Linked DNA regions of Mus musculus: regions 2 and 3 are each linked to region 1. A link is a contact called in public promoter capture Hi-C data. All regions are on one chromosome and are shown on one strand. Each heading gives the region's core, a stretch centred on a gene start, on an enhancer-like site or on the middle of the called end of the contact. The rest is flanking DNA. Distances are from core to core; before and after follow the strand shown.

The links. Promoter capture Hi-C pulls out the DNA fragments that hold promoters and counts their contacts. Capture Hi-C pulls out chosen DNA fragments and counts their contacts.
Region 2: a contact with region 1 is called in a promoter capture Hi-C map of adipose tissue. The contact joins the promoter of Slc4a5 here to the promoter of Sema4f in region 1. A contact is called at or near these places in 4 of 39 promoter capture datasets (the C10 cell line, hematopoietic stem and progenitor cells and pre-B cells), 1 of 484 Hi-C or Micro-C datasets (the HPC-7 cell line), 1 of 115 datasets of contacts at active chromatin or transcription factors (pancreatic cancer cells) and 2 of 9 other capture datasets (adipose tissue and macrophages).
Region 3: a contact with region 1 is called in a promoter capture Hi-C map of stem cell-derived epiblast-like cells, with 3 times the contacts expected there. The contact joins the enhancer-like site here to the promoter of Sema4f in region 1. A contact is called at or near these places in 8 of 39 promoter capture datasets (the C10 cell line, the HPC-7 cell line, HPC-7-derived erythroid cells and 5 more), 4 of 484 Hi-C or Micro-C datasets (the G1E-ER4 cell line, embryonic stem cells, large pre-B cells and 1 more), 4 of 115 datasets of contacts at active chromatin or transcription factors (bone marrow-derived macrophages, embryonic stem cells, memory CD8 T cells and 1 more) and 3 of 9 other capture datasets (embryonic stem cells, liver and macrophages).

Annotation. Positions count from the first base shown.
Region 1 is chr6:82,937,437-82,941,467 of GRCm38.p6, forward strand. It overlaps Sema4f (sema domain, immunoglobulin domain (Ig), TM domain, and short cytoplasmic domain), which reads right to left and starts at 2,333. Exons shown (of 14, transcript NM_011350.4): 1 at 2,025-2,333. The coding sequence starts at 2,187.
Region 2 is chr6:83,235,861-83,240,047 of GRCm38.p6, forward strand. Slc4a5 (solute carrier family 4, sodium bicarbonate cotransporter, member 5) reads left to right here and starts at 1,515. Exons shown (of 25, transcript NM_001166067.1): 1 at 1,515-1,902.
Region 3 is chr6:83,277,526-83,281,586 of GRCm38.p6, forward strand. Slc4a5 (solute carrier family 4, sodium bicarbonate cotransporter, member 5) reads left to right here. Exons shown (of 25, transcript NM_001166067.1): 14 at 1-46; 15 at 2,439-2,639. Among named protein-coding and RNA genes, the nearest start is that of Mthfd2, 38 kb to the right of the region's middle. Within about 2 kb of position 2,451, at least 11 of the 459 cell types and tissues checked have an H3K27ac peak or open chromatin away from gene starts, as enhancers often do. A contact at or near this core is called in embryonic stem cells and stem cell-derived epiblast-like cells, where this site is marked.

The sequences.
Region 1 (4,031 bases), core at 1,083-3,582:
CTATAAAAAGAACACTATAAAAAATTGAGCAAATATTAACTCTGTCACTTCTACTCGCAACAATGTGATATGTACTTTAAAGTACCCATAGAGAGTATAAATACTTTCCTGATGTGCCTTTTTTTTTTTTGAGATAGACTATCATTTTTGTAGACCAAGCTGGTCTTGAACTCAAAAACCTCAGCTTCCTGACAGCTGGGATTAAAGGTGTGTACCACCACAGCAGGCACTATTTGGAGTCCACTCCCTGTCTTACCCTACACTCTTGACTTCCACTTACCTCATTAAACCGGAAGCTATAGTGGATGGATATGTGTTTCTGACATAGACTAACCTGCATTGAAACACAACTCTTCCCTTACCACTGTGTGCACTCTGAGAGCCTCCTCTTCCTTGAAGAGTGTTGGGAGAATTACATGAGTGAACATGCCACCATCTCACAGACCCTTCCTTCCTTCCTTCCTTCCTTCCTTCCTTCCTCCCTTCCTCCCTCCCTCCCTCTCCCCCTCCTCCCTCCCCCCTCCCTCCCTCCCTCCCTCCCTCCCTCCCTCCCTCCCTTCCTTCCTTCCTTCCCATGCATTCCACCTAGACTCAGACTCAACTCATTTTCAGCATCCAAAACACTTAACTATTTAAAGTTCACAACAGCTTTTCATGAATTCCCCTTTGCTCCACCTCTGGCTTTGGAGAACCAAGTCGTTTGTGTTACCTACTCTGCTTTGCCTTGCCATCTGGGCCTCTCTGGATCCCTGGATATCAGCGAAGACTGGCATCTGTAACTCTCTTTGTAGGGTATGGGTTCAGCACAAACTGAAACCCCAGAGGTTCTGGTCTCAGCTTTGACTTCTGGACTCAGCATCCGTGTATGTCATTTGGCCTAAGCATAAGCTTTAAGTTTCTGTGACCCAGTTGTGAGTTGTGGCGTCATTTGTACCCACTGAGAAGAAAACAAGCCCCGTGCCACACTCATGTCCAGATCAGCAAAAAGTATTTAAACTGTGAGCACCATTTATGCTTTTTCCATGTCTTCATAAAGAACCTAAACCCTATCTTGTTTTATTAAATATATAATTTTTATGTTTCTTTAAACATAATGTGTGTGTGTATGTATGTATGTATGTATGTATGTATGTATGTATATTAGTGTCTGTATATATGCACTATAAGTAACCACAGAATCCTGTTCCCTCGGAGCTGGAATTGCAGGTGGTTGTAAGCCACTGACATGGGTGCTGGGAACAGAACTCAGATCTCCTGGGAAAGCCGCCAAATGCTCTTAACAACAGAGCCATCTCTCCAGCCCCTCCTTTGTTTTGTGTGAAGAACTTTGAATGGGCTCATTGAAGTGTTTTCTAGCACTCAAAGTAGGGAATGGGCAGGGGGAGCAGCGGACATTCGGGGAATTAAAGTTAAAGTGAATTGATAGCGGAGGATGGATGTCAGCCATAAGGAAAGTGGGCAGGAGGGATACAGGTCTGGATGAGGGTGGGAGGGCATTTAAAAGGATGACGTGGGGGTGGGGGGAATGAAGCTAAAAGGGCGGAAATTCTGGGCTAGGGATGACCCATTAGAATGAAAGAGCAAGAAGACAGGGAATAGCAGGAGCTTGGAAATGAAGTGATGGGTGTGGGTGTATGTGTGGGCAACAGGGATAAAGGACTGAAATGGACAACCTTGGGCAAACCCCAGGCCCTCCATGGGCCTCAGTATCCAGGTCTACAGGGTAAAGGACTGCACCCTAATGAAAAGAGGGGCTTCGGGAGCACCCTGGTTGTGTCTTGGGAGCTGAGGTGCAGGGCCAGGTTGGGGGTGGGATAGGTGGGATGGAGTAAGGTGGGGTGGGATGAGATGAGATAGAAAGATGCAGGGTAGAAGTCTCAGCTTTGGTCCCACAGGGGTGTGCACCGTGCAGAGGGGCCTTAGATGGCTGTCACTGGAGTTAGCAGGGCAGGTGGGTGTGGGCACCTGCTGGCAAGGGCAGGGTACCGTGCGAAGGGCTGAGGACAAGGGTTCCTGCATCTTACCGGAGATGGGCAGCGAGGTTCTGGGCACCGAGCGGGGGACGCGGCCGCACACCGGGGCGCTCAGCATCGCCAGCAGCAGCAGCAGCAGCGACGACGGCGGCGGGAAGAGAGAGACCGGAGGCGGCCGGGGGCCCGGGCGGGGCCGCTCGGCCCTGGCCAGCATCTCTGGCTCCGCCTGGTGCCGGGTGGGGCGCGTCGGGCAGCCTCTACTCAGTACCGCTACTGCGCGGGCCTCGGCCCCTCTCGGGTACCCTCGGCCGAGCTCGGCCTGCAGCGGTGAGATGAAACACAACCCGACTCCTCCCACTCACAAAGGAACCAATGGAGGACCGGTTTCTTCCTATAACCAATGAAAATTGAGTGGAGGAGGGACGAGGAAGAGAGGCCCTACCCAGGTGTAGGCGGAGCTAGGACAGGTGTAGGTGTGGGTTTCTTCCTCAGAAGGATGGAAACGTTCCTAGGTCTGGAGTCACCAGTGAATTTGTAGCAGTTGCTCCAAATCCCCAAATATCCATATCTGTGCTACTAAGAGCACCAGATTTTTCAGATTTTTATTTATTTTTTTTGTTCCTGTAAGATGGCTCAGTGAGTATAAGGGGCCAGCTGCTAAACTTGAAGTCTGAGTTGGATTTAACCACTGCCCCCACCCCGGGACCCAACAACATGGAAAGCAGAGAATCCACTTGCTCAGATGGTCCTCTGACTTCCACATGCACGCCATGGTACTAATGGCCTCCAACACACATACACACAATAAATAAATTAAAATGCAAATATACTTATGAATATATTAGTTACTTTTCTCATTGCTAAGGTCCAACTTAAGGAAGGGTTTATTTTGGTTCACAGTTGGAAGATATAGTCTGCCATGATGGAAAAGCAGGGTGGCAAAAAACTGAAAAGTCTGGTCACATTGCATCTGCAATAGGAAGAAGAGAGCTTAGCCCAGAGTATGGTGCCATCCATAGTCAGGGTGGGTCTTCCCACCTCAACAAAATCGAGAGACTCCCTCACAGTAGCTCGTCCAGTTTTGTCTCTGGGTGGTTCTAGACTCTATCAAGTAGACATTGTTAACGGTCCCACTTTGAATCATTGGGCTGGAGAGATAGTCCAGGGGTTAAGAGCACTGACTCCTCTTCCAGAGGTTCTGAGTTCAATTCCCAGCAACTACATGGTGGCTCACAATCATCTGTAATGGGATCTGATGCCCTTTTCTGGTGTGTCTGAAGAGAACAATAGTGAATACATTAAAAAAAAAAGTAAAATAAATAAAATAAAAGAACTAAGGAGACTGGGAAGTGTGCTGGCCAGAGTCAGGAATGACCACTGTGTATTTGAGAGGAGACTCCACAGAAATACACCCAATGCAGTAGACCTGGAGTGGTGCCTTGGCCCTGTTCTTCACGTAAAACTACCTCATTTCTAGGCAGCCTTTAAGGAGTCAAGTGCCCAGGTTTTCTACAGAAGCTGTGGTTTAGGGCAGGACTCTGACATGTGAAGTAACTTCCTCCTGTCTCAGAGGGAACTTGCGCTTACCAGGTGTTTCACTTATGATTCCGTATCATCTCCTTGCCATCCTGGGAGGGAGACCTGAAACAGAAGTTAACATCCCCAGTGGTGTGCTATTGGGAACTGTATTGGGATTTGCTGTCTCAGATGCAGGGTTGACAGACTTCCTACAAACAGGCAGTTTTTAGCTTTTTAAAACTCCTACCCACTTAGGTATGTCAACAAGCCCTTTACCAACCCTCACTTTCATATTGAGAAAGAGAATTTAGTGGTAATGACCAAAAAAAAGGGGGGGGGAATGAACAGTATAGGTTGTAGTATGAGCTTATGTATGCAATCTGTATGTTACCATATAGCACATTTAAATTTACCATCTTATTATATTTAACTTGATACAGTGTTGTGAATTATTTTAATAGCATACAATTATAAATGGATTTAACTATAACCTGCTTTGTTGATAAAGCTATGAAGAACTCCTACTTAAAGATTCCTGCT
Region 2 (4,187 bases), core at 265-2,764, 300 kb after region 1:
CTTTCTTTCTTTCTTTTTTTTTTTTTTTTTTTTTTTGTTTTGTTTTGTTTTTTTTTTTTTGAGACAGGGTTTCTCTGTGTAGTCCTGGCTGTCCTGGAGCTCGCTCTGTACACCAGGCTGGCCTCAAACTCAGAAATCTGCCTGCCTCTGCCTCCCAAGTGCTGGGATTAAAGGCGTGCGCTTTGAAATCTTTCTTTGGGTGTGGAGGTAGACCCTGCCTCTGACTTAGTGTGTCCTGTAGAGGGTGCTTCAGTAGGACTTAGTAGGACTCAGTAGGACCACACTCACAGTGGAGTGTAATCTATGAGGCCAGGACCCTCAGTGGGGACACTCCTGGGATGTCCACTGCTGGGGACTCTGTGATGGTAACTTTGCTTGGAGCTCCCCATGAACCTGATCATATTTCTGTTTCTTTACATGGGCAGAGTGGGAGCCAGGCATGGTGGTGCACACTTGTAATCCCTGAACTAGGAGTGTGATGCAGGAGGATGTCTCAGATTGGAGCTAGTTTTAGCTCAGTGAGTAGAGGGCTGGCCCAGCATAACAGAGGCCCCATTCAAGCCCCAGTGCTCTCTGATGATGTTGCGACAGCACCAGCACCCTGGCCTGTAATCTCAGACGCACCAGACTTCATCCTGTGTCTCAGACCCTGGAGGCCCATCTGGGCTGCACTTAACCCCCATCTCAAACAGACCCTGCTTGATCGTCTAACCTCAAGTATGACAATGTGGTCAGGGACCCGGGCATGGGACAGTATGTAGCCAGCTCTCCCCAGACAACTCACCTGCACCAGGGCTTTCTGAGGTGTCCACCAACTCCCCATTTTTATCTGTGAACTGAAGGTTTGCACTTCATCATCATCAAGCCCCCTCCCAATTCTAAGACTTCGGAACCGAGTTTGTAGTGCTGCCTCTGAGCCTCTGTGACCTCCGTTCAACCTTGCACATGGTAAGCACTTGTTGAGCCAAACCCCAGATTAGACATTTCTCAGAGAGCAAAGTAATTCCCCCATGGGGTTCATACATGCCCCCGAAGTGACCAGTTCCTGCTGTCCATGGGCTCCCAGAAAACATCCACTCAGTGACAACGCTTGTCATTTTGTCGTAGAAGTGGGTACAAACAGCAAATCCAGGAATTGGTTTAAAGTTGTGAAGAGAGCTAATCCAGCCCCATGCAACATTTTAAAGCCCACAGCAAGCACCACCCCCACCCCCCCAACAACAACAACCCAACCTCCACGCCCAACTCCCAGCGGTTGGTGAGGCTGTCCTGGCCAGGGCACCAGGCCTGCCAGGCTATTACAGACTGCTCACCTGCCACCAAAATCTCAAGATCTTAACGAGGCCCTAGGGGGGTTGTGTACAAATGCTACCTCCCAGCCCCAGCCTTTATAAGGAGCCTGAGAGGTGCCCTGCTCTACTGGAGCCTCCAGGTCTGTCCGGAAGGGCTCTAGGGGAGGGGGAGGGGCCCGCGGGGAGCGGGCGGGGGAGGGGCAGCTCTAGGTGTTCTCACACAGTCCTCAGCTGCCACCACCCTGCTGCTGAGGAGCACACAGGTCCCTGTTTGAGCTTCAGCGCTAAGCCTCCTCTCTCCATCATACCTCAGATTCCCCCGCCCCCTTTCTTTCTCATTTGCTGGTTTCTCCCAGGATTTCCACGAAATCACTCACACCCATCGCTATTTCTCTCGAGCCCCAATCCCCCACCTTCCCTCTCGTCCTTCTCCTGCCCTCCTCCTCCATGCCTCCCTTGCTGCTTAACTAGAAACAAAAGTGAGTTTGTTTTGTGGGGAAGAGGATACTGGAGGAGACCCACAGCCAGGGTAGCAGCCACAGAAGCAGGCTGGGGCCAGAGGCAGCACCAACCTCCGGAGACTCCAGCGCTCAGCTGTTCCAGGGAGCAGGTACTGCCCAGACAGGCTGGTGCTCGCTCGGATAGACCCCTACTCTGCCTGTGCTTTCTAATCTGCTATCTCTTAAGGATCTGTCCATTTATTTGCCTTCTCCTGGCCTTGAAGGATGTGGAAGATTGCAGATATACAAAATAGGGGACAGAGGTCTAAAGGATGGTATGGTCCTTGTTTTCAGAGAACTGTATGTGTGATTCTGATGTGACTGGGCTTGGGCACAGCAGAGCCAAGGATGCACTAGGCTAGGTCCAGATTGCTGGCGATGGTTTGAACCATATCACCAAACCCAAGCTTTAGGTAATGAAGAGCCACCCAAGGCTTTTCAGCTGGAAATCCACGAGAGCAAATCTACACTTGAGTTGCTATCGGGCTAGGGATGCAGCCCAGTGGTGGATTGCTTGCTAAGTGCAAACAGGTCCTGGGTCCCGTTCCCAGCAAGGCAAATCCAAAACTGAGCAGTAGCTAATAGACTGATCCCATAGGGAATTGGTTTGTTTCTTCAGAATCAAAGAGCCATAGTCATCTCCCAATTTGAAGGGAGAAAAGAGAAAACAATGAGGTTTTTGTTTGTTTGTTCTGTTTTAGGATGGTTGGTTATATATTTGTATATTTATTTATTTAGGAGATAGGATCTCTCTTTGTAGCCCTGGCTTTCTGGAAACTCACAATGTAGACCAAGCTGGCTTCAACCTCAAAGAGATCCCTTTGCATCTGCCTCCCAGGAGCTAGGATTAAAGGTGTATTGCCATAAAGGCACTATGCCTACACAAATTACCTTTTTTTAAAAAGAAATTTCCTTAAACTCAATAAGCCAGTGAAATAAGTTTAAAACAATAGAAACATTTCAAACTCAGATACATCTAGATCAGTGACGTTCATTGCGGGTCTATAACCACAGAAGTTACTAGCACTTTTTTCTGCTAAGAAAATCGTTTCTACCCTGTGTGGACAGGGTCCCCCTCAAAGAACGCTATGATTCTGGAAGTCCACTGCACAAGCTTGCTAGGAATATTTAAAGAGCGAACTCGGCTGCTGCCAGGCCATGGATGGGGTACCCAGAGGTGATGAGGCTGGGGAGGCAGCAGGGGCTGTTGGACGAGGTGCTGAGGACGGTGAGTGGAGGAAGGATCGGCCCCAAGGGTGGTGGGCAGCAGGGTACAGGCTAGCAGAGAGGAATCTAGTGGACTTCACACCTGCATGCCTTTATTTCCTCTCGGAAGTGGGCTAGAAGCCTAAGAAGTTTACTGAGAGGGACTAATGGTTGGGGCTGGCTCTGAGGGACACAGGAAGGGTGCAGACAAGGCCAAGCGGAAGGTTCCACGGCCAGAGGTTTTCTTCCATGAGTGCTGAGCCTGCATCCTGGGGTTGGTGGCGGTAAGAGGCAATAGGGCCATCTGTGGTCTAAGCCTTGTGACAGGTGTATCATGCTCACACGTAAGCGCTAACTGTGTGACTCATGTCCAGGTGGACTGTGTCTCCTACCTCTGGGACTCCAGGACACGTTCAACATGAAGATGATCGTGGTCCGTGGTGGGTCCTTGTCTGGGTGCTGTTGAATGCCTGGCTCTACCGGGAAGTTTCAGGGGAGAGAGAGGTTAGGTTTGAAAAGAGTTCTTCAAAATACGGACAGGGAAGGACCAAGTGATCAATAATTGAAGGCAGAAGTCGGAGAAACTGAAGAGATAAGAGACTCAGAAGAGGTGGGAAAGCTTCATGAGGTCAGTCTGCGGACAGTTGGTGGGAGGTTGAGTGAGGGGGCTGATGAGCAAGTAGTCTGGAAAACACACGGAGGAGATGGGAGGAGCCAGGGGAGCCAGGGATGCCTTCAGGCCATCGTTTGACATCTTGTCATCCCCCTGGGCAGCTCACTGAGTTGCAGCCACACTGCCCTTCACATGCTCATGGGCATGCTCACCACAGGGCATCTACAACACACTTCCTTCCCCCTGTGTCCAAGTCACATTTCAAATGCCATTTTCAGAGGGGCTTTGTGGCCAGCATACTCTATAGCTTCCTGTTTTCCTTGGTTGTTTTGTCTTTTCTTTTCTCTCCTCTCCTCTCCTCTCCTCTCCTCTCCTCTCCTCTCCTCTCCTCTCCTCTCCTCTCCTCTCCTCTCCTCTCCTCTCCTTTCTTTTTTTCAGAGCCCTCACCACTATCCCAAACGGTTGTTTATGGATTTGTTTACCTGCTTGTTTCCGGTCCTTGCCGTAGCTAGCACGTGGATCATTCCCACAGCTTTATTTCCCAGTCCCAAGGACGATGCCTGGCGCGGAGCTACT
Region 3 (4,061 bases), core at 1,201-3,700, 340 kb after region 1:
GGTCAATGCCTCAGCCCCACTGGCACCAAACACCAACACGTCTCTGGTAAGCCTCTTCCTTCCAGGGCAGACTGATCATGCGGTTTTGTTTATGGTGGGGAGTCAGGAAGGAGTTGGGAGGTGAGTCCCAGGAGCACATGGGTTCTGAGAACGATGTTTTTAGTTTGTAACCGAAAGCATCCTATTCTACAGCATCATCAGTGCGTGCCTTCTCTATGCAGAACGATAGCATGTGCATTCCCAGGGGAGGCCAGGAACAGAGGTACACACATATATGCACAGGTCTGCCTGGAAACCACCAGTTCCCATCCAACAGTGCACTTCCAGCACCCAAGGTTTATTAGACTCCCCCTGCTCAATGAATTTGATCAGCCTTTTGGCTTAATAGCCTCCAAGGACCTTAGCTGCCCTGCCTTCCTGAAAAATGGGAAGGAAGTGTGGGCTGTAGGCCTCTCCAGCCTAAGTAGATGGAAGGATGCAAAATTATAATCCAGGTAAAGGGGAGCATGTAGCCGTGGGGCAGCTTTGTAAGCCGTGAGTGACCTTAAGGTTGCTCAAGTTCCCTTGCACAGGCAACTAATGGCTCAGTTCATATCTACCTCAACTGACTATTAGCCAAAAATGTTCACACATAAGACTTTGAGAAGAGCAGACTGGGGCAGTGCCTACCTGCCAGTGCCTGTTTTTTTTTTTGTTTGTTTGTTTTTGTTTTTAGATTTATTTATTATTATATCTAAGTACATTGTAGCTGTCTTCAGATGCACCAGAAGAGAGAGTCAGATCTCATTATGAATGGTTGTGAGCCACCATGTAGTTGCTGGGATTTGAACTCAGGACCCTCAGAAGAGCAGTCGGTGCTCTTAACCACTGAGCCATCTCTCCAGCCCTGCCAGTGCCTGTTTTATGTAAGGGGCTATGTGCTGGGATCTGGGCTCCAATGGACCAGCTGGGATGCTTTGGTCTGTCTTTACATTGGCTTTTCAGTCCTTACCTTCACGTGATAAAGCACCCTGGCAAAGGAAAACCGTTTTAAGGGAGAAAGGGTTTATTCAGCTCCCAGTCCTAGGCTGCAGTTCATCACTGCAGAGAAGGCAAGGCGACAAGCACTTGAAGCAGTGAGTCGTGTGCACCCAGTCGGGAATGAATGCATGTATGCTCTACTGGCTAGCTGGCTGTCTCCACTCTTACACAGTCCAGGATGCACTGTCTAGGGAATGGTGCCACTTATGGTGGACTGGGTCTTCCCACATCAATGAACACAGTCAAGGCAATCCTCTACAGACATAGTCACACAGGTCAACCTCATGTATACAGTTCCTCCCAGGTGATTCTAGATTGAATCAACTTGGCAGTTTAAAGTAACCACCTATTGCTCCCACACACAACTAGCCCACTCTCAGAGGATTACTGCAAACATCTGTTTGCTTCACTAAGTAGCTATTTCTAAACATGAGCACACTAACTTTTAAAAGTATATATTTGGACTGGAGGGATGACTCAGCAATTAGGAGCACTGACTGGTTTTTCAAAGGACCAGAGCTCAGTTCCCAGGATTCATAGTAGGTGGCTCACAAGAGCTCCATGGGGACCTGGCGCCATCTTCTGGCCTTTTCAGGCACCCACATGCACAGTACAAACAATGTTACACGCATTGATACATAATTAAAATAGTCAAAAGTATGAGTGAAATTTTATCATAAATTATTTTCCTTTCCTTTCTCCTTTTATGACTGTTGGAAATATATAAATGCAGTCATCCTTTGATATCCACAAAGGAGTGGGTCCAATGTCCACTAGAATACTTAAACCCCATGGATGCTCAAATCCTTTTTTACAAAATGTTGCGTTTGAACTAACCTGCCGCCATACTCTACATTCTTTAAATCATCTTATTATCCACAGTGCAGAATACACTATATATGATGTGTAAATGGCTGCTATAGAATGTATTTCGAGAATAATGGGAGGAGTCTTCATGTTTAACACAAGTACAATTTTTTCTTTTAATCTGTAACTGCTTAAATTCACACATGTGAAGCCCACAGCCTGAATTTGAGCATTTGGGGCGCTGAGAGTTGAAGTGACGCAAGAAGAAGTTAATGAGGGTGTGTCATGGGGAAAGAAACAGCCACACTAGTGTCTCTGGGAAGGACAGGAATAGGAGACAGACCTACTGAGGGAGAAACCATCTCCCTCCTGCCCGCTAAGCCACAGATCCCAGAACACTCCAGAGAAACACTTTTCAGTCCCTAATCTTTCTAGGGAGCTGCCTGCTTATCATTCTCTGTACAGCCTGCCCCCAAGAACATGTCTGATATTGGACAGGAGGGCTAGGGACCCTGAAGGTTTGGAGGTGGTGTGGTTACCTGGGTCACAGGAAGGACACACTGCCTAACAGGAGGGTCCTGACCCCCTTTCTTCTGTGCTTGGTCTCCAAGTACACCCCCCTTAACCTCACAGCGCTGGACTGGTCCCTGCTGAGCAAGAAGGAGTGCCTGAGCTACGGCGGGCGCCTGCTCGGGAGCTCCTGCCAGTTCGTCCCAGACCTGGCGCTCATGTCCTTCATCCTTTTCTTTGGGACTTACTCCATGACCTTGACTCTGAAGAAATTCAAGTTCAGCCGCTATTTTCCCACCAAGGTAAGTATCTCCTGCGGGCAGTCAGGATCTGCATCCAGAGTGTTTTGAGGTAGACTCAGCACAGTGAGATGGCTCTGCGGGCAGCCATGCTTGCTGCCAAGGCTGATGGTCTGAGTTATATCCCCAAGGCCCACATGATGAAAAGAGAGAGCCTGTTCCCACAATTTATTTGGTACCTGCGTGTGTGTGTGTGTGTGTGTGTGTGTGTGTGTGTGTGTGTGAGCGCACGCGTGCGCTAATTTTTGGTGGGGGGAAGGAACACTGCATCTTAGTCCCTCCAGGGGGCTCTGTTTTCTGAAAGAATGGACATCAAGAAAGCACTGGGCTGAAGGAGTTTTACAAATTAAAGAGCACAGACTTTGCCCAGCCCAGTGGCCCAGGCCTGTAATCCCAGCTCCATAGCGACTGAGGCAGAAGGATCACAAATTCAAAGTCATCCTGTTTTCGAAAGAAAACAAAGGGGCTACAAAGATGGCTCAACAGTTAAGAGTATTTGCTACTCTTCCAGAGTTTGGCTCCCAGCACCCACATTGGGTGATTCACAATGCTCTGCCAACTTGGGGAGGCATGATGCCCTCTAGTGGCCACGAGAGGCACCTGCACATGCATGACATTCATTTACACAGACATACATGCAAATAAAAGAAATAAATGTTTTAAGAATAAGATTAGGCTTAGAGCCTGCTTGTCCAGCATTGAGGAGACCCTGGGTTTAATCTCCAGTATGAAATCAAAGCAACAACAAACAATCCCACAAGCCAGACTTTGGAGGCAGAAAGGCCCAGGTTCCCTTGACAACACTCTTTTGACCTTTTGTTTCTAAGCGCCTTGAGTTTCTAATTCTTTTGTTCCCCTCGTCCTGTGTTGTTTCTTCTTCTTCTTCTTCTTCTTCTTCTTCTTCTTCTTCTTCTTCTTCTTCTTCTTCTTCTTCTTCTTCTTCTTCTTCTCCTTCTCCCTCTCCCTCTCCCTCTCCCTCTCCCTCTCCCTCTCCCTCTCCCTCTCCCTCTCCCTCTCCCTCTCCCTCTCCCTCTCCCTCTCCCTCTCCCTCTCCCTCTCCCTCTCCCTCTCCCTCTCCCTCTCCCTCTCCCTCTCCCTCTCCCTCTCCCTCTCCCTCTCCCTCTCCCTCTCCCTCTCCCTCTCCCTCTCCCTCTCCCTCTCCCTCTCCCTCTCCCTCTCCCTCTCCCTCTCCCTCTTCGTTTTTGTTTTGTTTTTCAAGACAGGATTTCTCTGTGTAGCCCTGGATGTCCTGGAACTCACTCTGTAGACCAGGCTAGCCTCGAACTCAGAAATCCGCCTGCCTCTGCCTCCCAAGTGCTGGGATTAAAGGTGGCTTCCATCCTGTGTTTATTGACCATATAGCCAAACTGGCTTTGTTCTTGAAAATGTTCTCTTTCAATTTATCACATGTTTTCTATTGAATTT